Linked DNA regions of Mus musculus: region 2 is linked to region 1. A link is a contact called in public HiCAR-type data. All regions are on one chromosome and are shown on one strand. Each heading gives the region's core, a stretch centred on a gene start, on an enhancer-like site or on the middle of the called end of the contact. The rest is flanking DNA. Distances are from core to core; before and after follow the strand shown.

What was found. HiCAR-type assays count read pairs that join an accessible place to other places.
Region 2: a contact with region 1 is called in a HiCAR-type map of astrocytes, with 4 times the contacts expected there. The contact joins the promoter of Cox8b here to the promoter of Cfap46 in region 1. A contact is called at or near these places in 2 of 39 promoter capture datasets (hippocampal neurons and stem cell-derived epiblast-like cells) and 2 of 115 datasets of contacts at active chromatin or transcription factors (astrocytes and pancreatic cancer cells).

What each region holds. Positions count from the first base shown.
Region 1 is chr7:139,682,305-139,689,760 of GRCm38.p6, reverse strand. Cfap46 (cilia and flagella associated protein 46) reads left to right here and starts at 5,946. Exons shown (of 59, transcript NM_001302546.1): 1 at 5,946-6,039; 2 at 6,291-6,415; 3 at 6,626-6,757; 4 at 7,216-7,280. The coding sequence starts at 5,991. Gm32680 (a long non-coding RNA gene) reads right to left here and starts at 5,707. Exons shown (of 3, transcript XR_389968.2): 1 at 5,622-5,707; 2 at 3,734-3,880; 3 at 3,019-3,405.
Region 2 is chr7:140,895,399-140,902,237 of GRCm38.p6, reverse strand. Cox8b (cytochrome c oxidase subunit 8B) reads left to right here and starts at 1,792. Exons shown (of 2, transcript NM_007751.3): 1 at 1,792-2,006; 2 at 3,149-3,296. The coding sequence starts at 1,896. The coding sequence ends at 3,250. It overlaps Psmd13 (proteasome (prosome, macropain) 26S subunit, non-ATPase, 13), which reads right to left. Exons shown (of 13, transcript NM_011875.4): 11 at 4,741-4,821; 12 at 4,514-4,630; 13 at 3,596-4,045. The coding sequence ends at 3,950.

The DNA of each region.
Region 1 (7,456 bases), core at 4,697-7,196:
ATCTCCATGACACAGGGCAACTACACACTAGCCGGAAGGAGTCCTGATGACGAACCGATATTGCTGGTGTCACAGAAGCTGAAGATCTTGAGTCAGACCAAGGACTCACTGCAATGAACATTTGCAAGTGGAGATGTGTGGACAGAAGGGTGGACTGTGGGACACACTGTGACACTCTACAGCTTCCATGATGAGGTATTGTCTATGCTTTTGTTGTTGTTGTTGTTGTTGTTGTTGTTGTTGTTGGTGGTGGTGGTGGTGGTGGTGGTGGTGGTGGTGGTGGTGGTGGTGTGTATGTGTATTTGTGTGTGTTTTGTTTTGGGTGGGAAGCTGTAAGGGTAGAGGGTAGATATGAGGTGATCGGGAGATAAGGCAGACTGGGCTGCATGATGTAAAACTCTCAAAAAAAATCACTAAAAACGTCTTTAAAAACTAGGTGAGAGATATGGAGACAAGCTGAGGGTCTCTGTTCTGACCCAAAGGATGCAAAACATTTGGGGTTGCTGTCACCTGGGTGGAAAGACAATGCTCCTGAAAACGGATTCCATTTGCCATCCTGTTATGCCCATGTTGCTCAGAGTGTCTCCATGCTGAGGCTCAGGAGTCCCAGGCTGCAGTGGCCCTAGCTGCAGTGGCTGTAGCTGCCACATGGGCCTTCGGTAAATGATGCTGAGTGAATGCATGGCACTTAGATGGGAGAAAGTGAGGGAAACAGGTTGTGATGTGCCACCCCTTCCATGAACAAGGACAAACTCGATGTGCCCGTGCCACCTGAGCCATACTGTGACTGTAGGGTGCAAAGATGTGGCGAGAGGCACCGGATGATAGTTGCACACTATCGAAGGAAGCCAAGTAAAATCTAAATGTCAGCTAAAATAAAGAGCAGGCTTTTTAGCATTTCTATAAAGTCTTTACATATGCTGGCACAGTACTAAGAAGATTCATTATGTGATGCCATGTTTAACTGGCACCCCGTATGTTACCTGGCTGACTCATGAGGGTGGTGGGCCCCACTGGAAATGGAGGAGCAGTAGAGGGTTTCTGTGTCTTGTCTGAGCGCATTCCTTTGTAAAGGGGAACAGACAAAGCAGGGACGAAAGGGACAAGTTTGATCAATGGAGAAAGACCCAAGTGGAAATACATGTGGCATAAGTCATAAGGACCATTTCCTGGTGATTTTGAGAAGTTCGCAGTGGTAGAGGCACCCCAGGAACTCAGGATGCTGGGATGCCAGGTGTTAGGGTGCTGGGGATGCAGGATGTCAGTGACATTGCGTGGTAGAATAGTGGATGTTACACTGGGATGCTGGAGACACTGGGATGCTGGGGATGTTGAAAATTAGGATTGGGATGCTGGGATCCTAGGCATACTGGGAGGCTGGGAATGTTGGCATTTGAAGAAGTTTGGGTTTCTGGATAGCTGGGGTGTTGGTTTGCTAGGATATTGTGATGCTTCACTCTGTTTGCAGGTGGGGTACAGAGCCCTGCTAAGCCCCACAGGAAACTCATCTGCCCAGGGAGGCAATGTCCTCTCTGTTCTGGGCTTGTTCCTTGAGGTGAAAATGGAGGATAAGTAGGCATCCCCTCCTGCCCTGTACTTCCCTTGCACTTCTAAAAGGCACCAGGCTCCTCCTCCTGGTGAGGGACTAGGCAGTACAGGCTTGGTTTGGGAGAGGAGCAGGGCTTTCTGCCCTGATTCTCTGCCCACCACCCAGAGCCCTGCTCCAGCTATTTGAAGGGAGAGAGATTGTACGCCTGCTTCCTGGGCCAGAAGAAGGTTGTATGTACACTCCCATAGTCACACCTGTGAACACTTACATTATACACTGCACACATTCACATACTTGTGTTCATACTCACTACTAGCTCAACATTCGTATACGTACACAATTCATACATCTACAGTCACACACACCAGCACAATCACATTCACACCCATGTATAACTCACCTTTGATTCACACACACACACACACACACACACACACACATACACACATGCATGTGTGTGTGTAATCAACAGACTCAGTATTCTTGGAATTCTTGTGCCATCATCAAAACAGACTCAGTGGCTCTCAATGTGAATCCACAGCCATGAAGAACCGACTGCTGCAGTGTGGACAGGGGACACGCTCACCACTCTGCAGCCCACAGTTGTTTCTTCCTGGCATGGAGGATGTGGGCCAGCAGCCAACTGACCTCCTCCAAGGGACATCCAGCCAGTGATAGTCCCTAGCCCACCAGCAGTGATGTGTGCAGGACGTGGTGACCTAGGTAAACCTGAGGTAGTTTGGATGGACAGTATCAGGAGGAAAAGCCAATGCTTTAGATACTATCTTTGTGTCCCCCTGATGCAATTGTTAGTGTAGATCTTCCCTCGCCAGCTTTGGAAAGCCCTTAGGTGGTGGTGGCACGATATTCTTCTGAGAGTGGCCAGTGTTCCTCCAGCCCTTTCTTAACATTGCTTTGGGTGTCCATCTTCTGGGGTTTTTCCCACGAGCTGGCATGGGCGGGGGGAGTCTTTGTGTCCGTTTCCTTAAACTTATTGAAACCTAGCAAAATATGATCCTTCAAGGAGTCAGGGAGCCATAACCACATAGTATAAACATGCAGAGCCTCCTGGGTGCTTAAAGTGCAGGGCCTTGAGAGACAGCCATAGTCTGTGGGACCCCATGCTGAGGAAATACTGCCCAAGGTGGGTCAGCTTTGAGGACACCCAGCTGTGTCTAGAAGGGGTAGGAATGTGCCCTTGGTGGACGAAAATGACATTTCCAATCAGAAAGGCTGACGATACTGAGCTCAACTGCCCGGTAGGGTCTTAAGGACTTCCTGCCATGGGTGGGGGCCAGTGGCACCTGGGCATCTGAGACTCAGAAGGGAGTATGAAGAACAACTTGAATAAAAGCCAGCAAACCCCAATCTCAGGTGGCCCCACCTCAGAAGAGCCTCACACGAGGGTCTCTGCGGTCAGCCAGGAGACAGAGCTCGGTCTCCAGCACTTCTACAGACAAAGAGCAGCGGGTGACATCTGCTAGATGAGGGAGTAAGTTTCAGAGATAGCATCATGAACTCCATAGTATCACACTCTTGGAGTCAGGGGCCTGAGTGGCCTTGGCAAAATGAAACACATCTAGCAAGAAAAAAATATTTTGTGTCACATTCTTCATATTTATAGCTACTATGTAACCAGGAAAAATGAGTTTTAATATTTAATGTGTTTGGATTTGGGAACACAGGGCTACATAATGTTTGAGCGATGTTTACTCGGTGGAAGTAAATATCTTTATATTTACTGCTCTATACGCACTACAGAGAACCTTTACAAATAAAGATCCACGTCAGCATTGTCATTGGAGTGGAGAGACGCAAGGTTGCTACTTCCAAGGTGGAATACTGCTCTGGGAACCCTTGAAAAACATATATGACATTTACGTTTCAGAATTATATCAGGCATACTCAATTTTATTACACACCCCCACACAGATGGTTGAGATTTCCCACCTCATGAAAGTGCAAACGAGACCCATATTCAATGAAACCCACACTGCAGAATTGAATTTCAATATCCTCTCGGGTTGGCCATATGAAAGATAAAACTCCCATGATACAGGACAGTAGCTGGAGCCATGAAACCCCCGCCCCTGCCCCCACCCCCAGTAAACCCCATGTATGTGCTCTCCACCCTAACAGACTCTTGCCCTAAGCACCCTCAAGTTCTGGAAAGTAAGAAAGTACCTCAAAACTTCCTGTGGTAGACATCTCACCCCTGGATCCCCTGACCCCCATGATCTGCCCAGGCCTAGGAGGAGCCCCAGTTCTGTTGCACCTCCTTCCAGGTGGAGTTCCTTACTGGAACTCAGGGGCTTTGTGTTTTCTTTGGTTCTATCATGGAAGAAAAAAAAAATGAACATAAACCAAGATGTCTCTGGCTAAAAGGCCTGGTGAACGTGTACCACCTGCGTCCAGCACCAAGCCAGGGGGGAAACTTCACCATCAATTTCTCTGACAGTAGGTCTGAGCATAACAGCCCAGCCTCTCAGTGAGAAACCTTTATGGCTCTCTCCAACATTCTCACACAACACACACACACACACACACACACACACACACACACACACACACCAGATGCCCACTGTTCCACATTGCCAGAACTCATCATGGATTGTTGCCTGCAGGGTCATTCTTTATTGCTTAGCCACAGCCCCTTGTGTGACCAACCATCTTTATTGAGGTCTTTGTTGGCTATCTGGGTCACTGAGCCTTGGGCTATCTTGAACAAAGCAGCCATGAACTAACTTCCTCTCCCTCTCCCTCCCCCCTCTCTCTCTCTCTTCTCCCTCCTCCTCCTCCCCCCTCCCTCCCTCCCTTGGTCTCTAGAACTTCAAAGGGTACTCATTATAAGAGGAGAATTTCTGGGTCATGAGTCAAGTACATGCCTCAGTTTACTTAGAGCTCCCAGTTTTTCGGTGATTGTCACTTTATCCCCACCAGCTGTGTGGCACATGCAGCTGTTTGTCCCCACCAGGACCTCTATCATCAGGCTTCTTGATTTTAGCTGCACTAATGGGTTTGAATGTGGGAGGCATTTCTTTGTGTTGTTTCTCTGATTACTGGCAACGGTGGCGGCTGCACTCATTCCCTGCTCACTGGGTAGTCAAGTAGCTCACGTTGTCAAGTGTCTATCCAAGTCTTTGGCATCTTCTAAAACTTGCCTGTGATTTATCCATTGAACTCTTATATAATCTAGACACAGGTCTTGTATTAGATTTTATTATGAATGTTTTCTTCTAACCTGTAGTCTACCTTTTCATTTTCCTAACAGCTTCTTTCAAAAGATCAGAAGACTCTACTTCTGAGGAAAGATTTTATCTGTTTCTCCCTCTGTGGTTTTTTAGTTTGCGCCTGCTAAGGTCTCACGGGCTCATGTGCTGACTCATAGTCCCAGCAGGTGGCGCTATTTCGAGAGGTTCGGTATTCTTTAAGAGGTGGTGTCTGGCTAGAGGAAGTAGGTCACTGGGGGCGTGGCCTTGGGGACTGCGGCTTTTTCCCTTAGATCTTGTATACACGTTTGTCCTTCTGCACGCCGTTCTAAACGCTCATTTAGGATACTAGAGTCAGCTTTGTCTTTGCCTATACGCCTGCTAACCTGCTGCCCACCTGCTGCCCCGGGGATCTCCATCATTGCCCACCGACCACTGCTTCTCAGCTGATGAAGCGCAGCTCCTCCTGCAGCTCCGGGCTCTGCCCCAGCTTGGACCTCCAAGACTACTATGTCTTAATGAAAGTCATCTCTAAGAGTGATCCTCGAACAAGGGCTCTAGAGCGTTTGTGGCGTCCCCCCACCCCACCCCCCGCATCCTTCCTGATCCCAGAACTGCTCCAATTCCAAGGCTTCTTGCCCAGGCAGCAGCTACAGGCGGGTCTACTCAGTCTTCACTCCTCAGATCCCTTAGATAATGTCACACATGTAGACCCGCCACAGGTGGCCCTTGCAGATAGAAAGGGGCACGCTTTCTGAGGCTGGCAACTTCCCTGTCCGACTGGTACCCAGCAGCCCACCTTCCTGCTCTGGTAGGCATCTTCTGTTAGATCTTTTTCCTGCATCCGTCCAGCCCGCGCTTACCGGAGCAGGGAGGTTTTGTGGAGTTCCCTTGTCTTTCTGTGCCGCAACAGAGCAGGACACAGAAACATGGGTGGATGGATGGGAGGTGAGCGCAGCCTGGCAAGGAAAGTGAAGACAGCATGGTATGGGTGCCCTGGGTGCCAATTCAACACTCAAGAGTTCTTGACCTGGCCTCACTCGGTGTCCATCAGTTCCGCTCCGCCTGCTTCTTGTCTACTTCCCCGCCCCCTTCCCCTCCCTACTCCCAGCGTCACGGACTCCTCAAGTGTAGCCCCGCCCCGAGCTCCCGCGTCCTTGGTCTGGGCCCCGTCTCTAGGCAACCGCTACTGGTCCAGCAGTGGAGCTGTATAGTTGAGGGCCTCCAGGGCCATGGACCTGATCATAACGCAGGAACTGGCCCGTGCCCGGAATCAACAAGGTGGGTCTCACTCTAACTTTGCTGATGGGAACCCCTTGACCTAAGTAGAGTGGCACAAAAGTCCGTGATGCGATGCGGTGGATACAGTTGTTGAACCCTGGCCTAGTCGCTGAGTGGGGATGGTTGAAAGCAACCTGGCCAGGAATTCAGACCCATATTTCTGTGCCAGAGGAAGGCTCTTCCAGGGACTGTGGACTGTGTCTCTCTGACATACCTATGCTGGGCCCCTCTGCTGATCCTCTGCCCGATAGATGCAACTGCCCTGCGAAGAGCTTATGAACTGATCAAGTCTGCAAACCTGGGAAAGTCGGAGCTTGACCCCACAGAGAGCTTCAGCCCGGACCTGTTTGTGCTGTGTGCAGAGCAGGCACTCAAGGTGAAGCCCTTGAGTGACTGGCTGTCACTGGCACACAATGAACCTGTCCCCACCTTCACATCTTTGGGTGTAAACGGCACAGGGTTAGGGTGGATGGGACATTTGATGAGTGTTGTGAGTATAGAAATGACCAAGCTAGCCTCACCAGTGACCCAGAGCGCCTTCATCCTGGGCATCTTCCTTCCTCTTCCTGGCTTCAATCTCCTACAGATGAAAGAGCCTGAGATAAGCGAAGACTGCATCCAGATGTACTTCAAAGTGAAGGCGCCAATCACTCAGTTTTTGGGCCGAGCGCACCTGTGCAGGGCCCAGCTTTGTGCCCCACAGTCAGAGGAAAATGTGGTAAGACTACCCCTCTCCACTTCTCACCCCACCTCCAGGGATGGCAGCAAGGCAGGTCTTAGAGAAGCTTTAAAGCAAAATGGGACTGAGGAACCAGAGTCTCCTTCACAGTGATGCAAAAAACATCGGCAGTTCCCATTTGTGCTTTTCTCTCCGCTCGGTACTCGCCAGGTGCCTGACATGAGTCCATATGACCTCCCACCTCTGCAAGGGGGTGCTATGACCTTTCTGTCTTCTCTCCCCCAAAGCCCTTCCTGGGCTGGGCAGAGCGGGAGGTGGGAGAGTCTGGAACCCACAGGCACAGCCAGCTGTGGTTGCTCAAGGGTCTTCGCTGTCCCCGGACTGTGCATAAGCTGGGGTGAAAACCAGTTTGCATTGGATGCCAGGAATGAAGATGAGCAGCAGTGGGTGCTGGGGTGGCTAGTTGGCTCACCTGGGTATTCTTTGTGCTGTCTTAGGAAGAATTTGAAAATTGCGTGACACAGTACATGAAGGCCATAAACTTTGCAAAAGGAGAACCGAGGTAGGTATGCTGAACTGTCTGTCTGCTTCTACTTGATTGCATAAGACTCTGGTGCCCACAGAAGCAAGCGATGTCATTTCTCTTTCTGACATCCATCCCTTCTCCTTTCTGTTTTGTGCTTGTAACGAATGGAGTTATGACACAGGCTTGTCTTACTAGCTGGGAAGGCCAGCCAT
Region 2 (6,839 bases), core at 543-3,042, 1.2 Mb before region 1:
ACGCGTCTCCTTGCTGGACTGGACTGGGCCTACTGGGTAGGTGGAGCTTAAGGAGTCCCACATCCACAGCCAATTCTTCTCAGGAAGAATAAAAGTCAAGTGCCTAGTGAAACATTCCCTTCATTGCCGTTTCTAAACAAAGGAGGGCACAGTGGTCTCCAGGAAGGGTGGTGACCTGGCTAACTTTAGGGGTGCATACAATGGCCAAGGACAAGGCTAAATGCCCCGTGACCACATTTCCCATCTTGGGCTCACACCAATATTGTCTGAAAGCAACTATGGGGCATATTGGGCTGTGGCCTTTACCAGCCATGACAATTCCTTCTGATAATGAAACATTTTCCCTGAAGATAACCCAGCTTTTATTACCTAGTCTAGGTTAGGCCTGGTATATGATACAGTGTATGATCATCCATACATCCTTACATCTTCTTGCCCAACTGACTACCCACGCACTTATCATCCATACATCCTGACTGCCTACCTCGATGAACATCCTGCTAAACCAGAAACTGCTCTAAGTCCTAAAGACTCAGCGGAGAACGTGGAGGTCCTACCCCTCACAAACCTTCTCCACTAGTCAAGGGAGCACATGGCGGAGCAAGATACACTTCAGACGCCATTTGTGACCTGAACAGATATGAGAGAATAGAAGGGGGTGACCAGTAAAAAGCGCTAGTTGTGTGCTGACAGTGTTATGGATGCCAGTCAGGCCTCGGAGGCTGTGGGGAGACAGTGCATGCAGCCCGTGGGAGGAGGCAGATCATAGGCAGTTATGTAGGCTGCTTTACAAGAATTGTCTGAGGCAATGTGTAGAATCCAAAGTAGAAGTGTTTGAGGTTAAAGTTTGGGAAGACAGGGAGCAAATCTCTGGGCTGTGGTGCTACTGGTGTGTTGGAAGTGGAGTATAAATTCCAGAGCAAATAAGAGACTGCTGCTGGAGAAGGACAGAACTTGGCCCTGAGGTGGGCAGAGCCTTTGGTGGTTAGTCTGTCCCGATCACAGTCGGTCTCAGGTGACTGAGAAGCAGGCAGTGCTAAAGCACAGGCGGTCCAGGGCCAGGAGGTCTGAGCCAGGAGGTCTGGAAAGACCAGATGGAGACCCAAGAGCCTGAGGCTGACCCGAGGTCAGGAAGAGACTGAATGAGACAGAAGGACACCCAGCAACTGAGCAAGGCTGACAGTGCGGGGAAACTGCCCTTTGCGTTTGGTAGGAATCAGCTGGGATAAGAGGACAGCTGCCTGGGGACAGAGGAGAGGGGCCCATGGGAGGGAGAGTGGGGTCTGCAGGGTGACAGTCTTCCAGGGAGCAGGATAACACAGCACTAACACAAGTCTGGGGAGAAACGGACAGCACACTATCTGTAGAGGCCTGGGTGCTGGGGCTCACCCAGCCTGGTGCCTTGACTGGGGACAAGGGTCTGACCCCAGACATAGTTCCTGCCCACAGCTGACACTCAGAACGTGCCTGGTCTACACTCTACTTCTGTTCCTTTGCAGCAACCAGGTCGCAGGACTTCAATGCAGGCTCTGTATGTATTGTTTGGTTGATACCCCAAGAGTTAAGGTTTATTTTTTTAAAGTATACCACATCTCTTGCATTTTAAAGTCTGACTTTCCTGGGTTTGTCCCATTGAAGTCTCTCTCTGCAAAGAAGTAAATCTTGTATGGAAGGGCCCTACACGTTGAGGGGCTCACAGCAGGCTCACAGGACAGACTGGCTCTCTCCCAGTTACCAGCAGCCACCTTTCTGCCAAGTCTTGTGACAGGAGACAGCTGCAGCTCTCCACCCCAGCTATAAAAAGCCCCAGCTGGCTACCTAAGTGGTCAGAGGACGTGCAGCGGACATTCAGGGTGCCTCTTTGGGGCCAAGGAAGGAGTGCGACCCCGAGAATCATGCCAAGGCTCCCCCCTATCCTGCGGCTGCTCCAAGCGCCTGCGAAGTTCACAGTGGTTCCCAAAGCCCATGTCTCTGCCAAGCCAGCCAAAACTCCCACTTCCGCCGTGGTAAGTAACTTCTGAGGCGGCATTCCCTGGGCTTCAGGGCAACAGGGAAGATTAAAGTGATAAAGGAGAGGGGAGGACGTGGTGCTAGGTATCAGGGTTTTATGCAAGACCGTGTCTGGGTGCCAGAAGAGGGCTCTGGCACCACTGCCTGTGGGCCAGGCTCTCAGGGGCTACAAATGGTGGGGTGGGGACTGTCCTCGGGCCTCTCATACCTCTGGCCAAGGTCGACAGTGACAGAACTAGGGGGCAGAGTTCAAGTAGGATACAGGACTCCTATCAGGATGTTTTTATTCCACTATTAAGGGGAAAGGTGGGCTGCTCTGAGGGGGAACTAAAATAGTAGCAAACCTGATAAAACTGGACATATAAAGTGTGTCTACCTCACATATATAAAACACCCAGGTCCTGCGGTCACACACAGAGCTACTCAGCCCAGACTAAGATCCCCATTCTATGCCAAATTTGCTTGAACTCAGGACTGAGGTCAACAGGAAGGACTGGTTTCCGAATGAAGTACTGACAGCGTTAGGAAGACCTGGGCGCAGGCCCTATTTAGAGGGAACTCGGGGTGTCCGTGCAGTTGATACCTCAGAATCTGCTTCTCTACCTAAAGCTACTGAGAAGACAGAGCGCCTGATGGGGGTCACCACTGCTCACGAGACACACAAGGCAGGCGTCTGACCTTACCCGGTTGGCTTCTGAATGGGACTGGTTTCTGAGAAAGGCCCAGTGTTTGTTTATAACAATGGAAACCTTAGCTGTTCTGCATAGCACCCTGGAACCTAAGACCCGACAGGAGCTGAGTGAACCTCTGCCTTACTGGGAGCTGCTTCAGCTAGGCAGGATCTTGGGCTCTGAAGCCCAAGGCTGTTTCTCCTGATTTCTGAGGTCATTCTCCCTGCTAAGGGCTCCAGGCTGCCAAGCTCGGACACAGCAGAGCCTGCCTGCTCACAAGCCTGCCTAGAGAAGCCGAAGGCAAATGGGGACTATGGCTGCCAACAGAGAGGAAGAGCAAGGGAGTAATCCCCAGCTGGAGGGATGCTCCTGCCCCAGGAGTCTAAGAACAGGGAAGTTACCCTGGCCCATGGCCAGGCCTAAACCTTCTAGTGGCCAGTGGACTCATGTTTGCTTTCTTTCCACAGGAGCAGGCTGTGGGGATCTCAGCCATAGTCGTTGGCTTCATGGTTCCAGCAGGATGGGTCTTAGCCCACTTGGAGAGCTATAAAAAGAGCTCCGCAGCATGAAGTTGCACATCCCTGAGAGATTTCATTAAACATGTCCATCTGCCTACTGCTCGTGCAGATTCTTGAGCGCGGCACTCCTAATATCCGGTGCCTTAGTGATGCTGGGTGGTGAGTGTGGATGCCTGAGTCTGAGAATGCTCTGAAGACGACTGCAAAAAGGAACTAATGCCTCCCTGTCTGACAATACAGAACTTACTTCTTTGGTGGTGGTCCTGTGCATGGTGATAGGGGAGGAGTAAGGCAAGTCCCCACCGACCCTGAGTCCCAGCGTACATGCTCATTTCTTTTTTCTTTCAGACACAGGATTGGCTAAGGAGCTAAGGCAAAGAACAGAAGCACCAAGAGAACAATGCCAAGGCATTTATTAGAGCAGCACTCAGACCACACTGGACAAAGTCCACTCAGGTGGAGCTGGGTGGAGACTACCCTGTCCCCATTCCCATTCGTGCCCTTTCTCATCACCTAGGCCTGGAGCCCCCCTTCCCACCCCTTGCAGGCTACAAAAGACCCCACACAGGAGCCTTCTCCAAGTAGTCACCCCCCCACCAGCGACAGTTCTCTGCTTTTATAGCAAGAACAGTTCCCACTCCGAGCAGGATCCTAAACTCCATCCCAAGTGAATACAGATCTCTGCTGATGGTTTCGGGGGCCACAGAATTGCCTTGCAAGGTGCGGCAGGGTCTGCAGGACACCGGGGCACTAGGTGAGGATGTCCTGAGCCTGGTGTTCCACCAGCATCTCCATGCTCTTCACATCAGTGCACCAAAGCTCCAGACGGTCCTTCATCCCCTTGATCTAAAGGCAAATCGGGATCACATGGGTATCAGCTGCAAGGGAGTCTGGGAGGGCTGAGCCTCTAGTTCTTTTCTGGGAAAAGCTAAGGGCAATGGAGCTGAAGGTGGAGGTGTGTAATGGAGTCACTGTGCCAAATCTGATCACGAGGACATTCTAAAATCTCCCATGAAAGAAAAAAGAATGAGGAAAGCACAGGATTAAATGTCCGGGAAACATGATAGGGCATGGGATCAAGTCACAAAACCAGGAACACGTCTGCTGGAGCAGCAATTTCAGGATTAGGAGGCATCAGCAGCGCAGCCAGCCTGGAAGTGCAGGGCGCAGACCTCAGAGGGCTGCTTTGCTAGGCCTCCACAGCAGTAATCCCACCTTGTGTGCGACAGCGTCCGCTTCCTAAATGGCTTCTGTCCACATAAAACTAGGACAGCATTGGTAAACCCGCAAAGGGCAGGGGCCCAGCCCCCTTACCTGCTGCAAATCCAGCACTCGCGGCTGCACCCACGTCATGTGAACCCGCTTGTCCACCTCGTCTATGCTGCCTCTCACCAGCCCCACCGAGAGTGCCTTCATCACCAGCAACTCCACCTGTGCAGGGGGCTTCATGAGACACGCTGGGAGCACAGTGCTCGCTGAGGCCAGACCTCTGCCAGAGGTGTGGTAGCACTGCTGCTGTGACCCGAGTCCCAGAACCATACCTTGTTGACAGTGATTTTGGCACTTTTGGCAATTTCTTCAAAAGTGAGTTGTCTGTGGTTGGCAGGCCGTGTGAAAGTCATCTGAAAAACAAAACTATTTTTCTAAGCAAAAGCGGTCAGAAAATTGTTTAATTTTTTTTTTTTGGTCAGAGCTGGAGATATGGCTCAGTGGTTAAGAGCACTGGCTCTTCTTCCAAAGGATTCAGGTTCAATTCCAGCACCCACATGGCAGTTCCCAACCCTCATGCAAACATACATGCCATACATGCAGACAAAACATCCATGTATGTGAAACAAAAGTAAGTCATTAAAAAGAGGTTCCAGTTTCTGGCTGTTACGAACAGAACTGAGCAAGTGTTTTCTTCCTTCCTTCCTTCCTTCCTTCCTTCCTTTCTAAAAAGATGTATGTATGTATGTATGTATGTATGTATGTATGTGTGTATGTGTGTATGTGTGTGTGTGTATGTATGTATGTATGTGAGTATGTATGTATGTATGTGAGTACACTGTATGTATGTATGTATGTGTGTGTGTGTATGTGTATGTATGTATGTATGTATGTATGTATGTGAGTACACTGTAGCTGTACAGATGGCTGTGAGCCTTCATGTGGTGGTTGGGAATTGAAGATTTTTAGGACCTCTGCTCATTCTGGTTGGCCCTGCTTGCTCTGGCCCAAAGATTTATTTATTATTATACATAAGTACACTGTAGCTCATCAGATGCGCCAGAAGAGGGCATCAGATCTCATTGCGGGTGGTTGTGAGTCACCATGTGATTCCTGGGATTTGAACTCATGACATGACCTTCCAAAGAGCAGTCAGTGCTATTACCCGCTGAGCCATCTTGCCAGCCCCTGAGCAAGTGTTCTTGTGGCATGATGGACGGGTGTGGAGAGTGGGGATGGGAATAGGAAGTGGGAAGGATGGAGGGAGAGAGAACTGGGAGATAAACTGGAATCAGGGCATCTATGGGATGAGCTGGACGCCTAAGGCAATGGGAATATGCAGGAGTTGATGCGTGAACCTAGGGACCTAGCAATGGGGGATGCGGGCTGAGCCAAAGTCTCCTGCAACCAGGCCAGACTTAGTGGCGGGACTGGGACACCAACCCAGCTACAATATCCTTGACCTACAATTTGTCCTGCCTACAAGACGTGCAGGGGTTAAGGTGGCACAGAAATTATGGGAGCAGAATTCCTAATGATTGTCTGTTATACTCATAGATTGCCGTCTAGCCCAACAGTCAATGCACCCAGCAACTGATGGAAACAGATGCAGAGACCCACAGCCAAATATTAGGTAGAACCTGGGCAAATCCCAAGGAAAAGGGTGGGGAAAACCCACAAATCACGCAACCCGAGCCCACAGGGGCTCACAGAGACTGACCTGCTGACCAGGAAGCCTGAGAGGGGCTGGCCTAGGCCCTATGCATATGTTCCAGTTGTGTAGCTTGGTCTTCCTGTAGGGTTGCTAACAGAGGGAGCAGGAGCTGTCTCCGACTCTGCTGCCTGCCTCTGGGCTCTTTCCCCTTCTGTGTTACCTCATCAGGCCTTAAAGAAGGGGAGTACTAGCCTTATACAATCTGATCTGCAATGGCTAACTGAGAGCCACTGAGGCCGGCCCTTTTCTGAAGAGGGAGGAGGAGTGGATGAGGTGCGGGCTGGGAGACGGAAAGTAAGGGGGAGACCTGGGAGGGGGAACTGAAGTTTGGATAGAAAATAAACAAAATTAAAAAAAAAAAAATTTTTTTTTTGGTCAGAAGTTGTGGTTGTTCTGTGGGAGCTTGGCTGCCTCTAATCCCAGTACTCAAGAGGCAGAGACAGGCAGATCTCTGTGAGTTCAAGACCAGCCTGGTTCATAGCAAATTCCAGGCTATGGTCAGGATAACATAGTGAGAGGCTGTCTTGCTTAAAAAAAATTCTGGCTGGGCAGTGGTGGCATACACCTTTAATCCCAGCACTTGGGAGGCAGAGGCAGGCCGGATTTCTGAGTTCGAGGCCAGCCTGGTCTACAGAGTGAGTTCCAGGACAGCCAGAGCTATACAGAGAAACCCTGTCTCTAAAAACCAAAAAAAAAAAAAAAAAGAAAAGAAAAAAG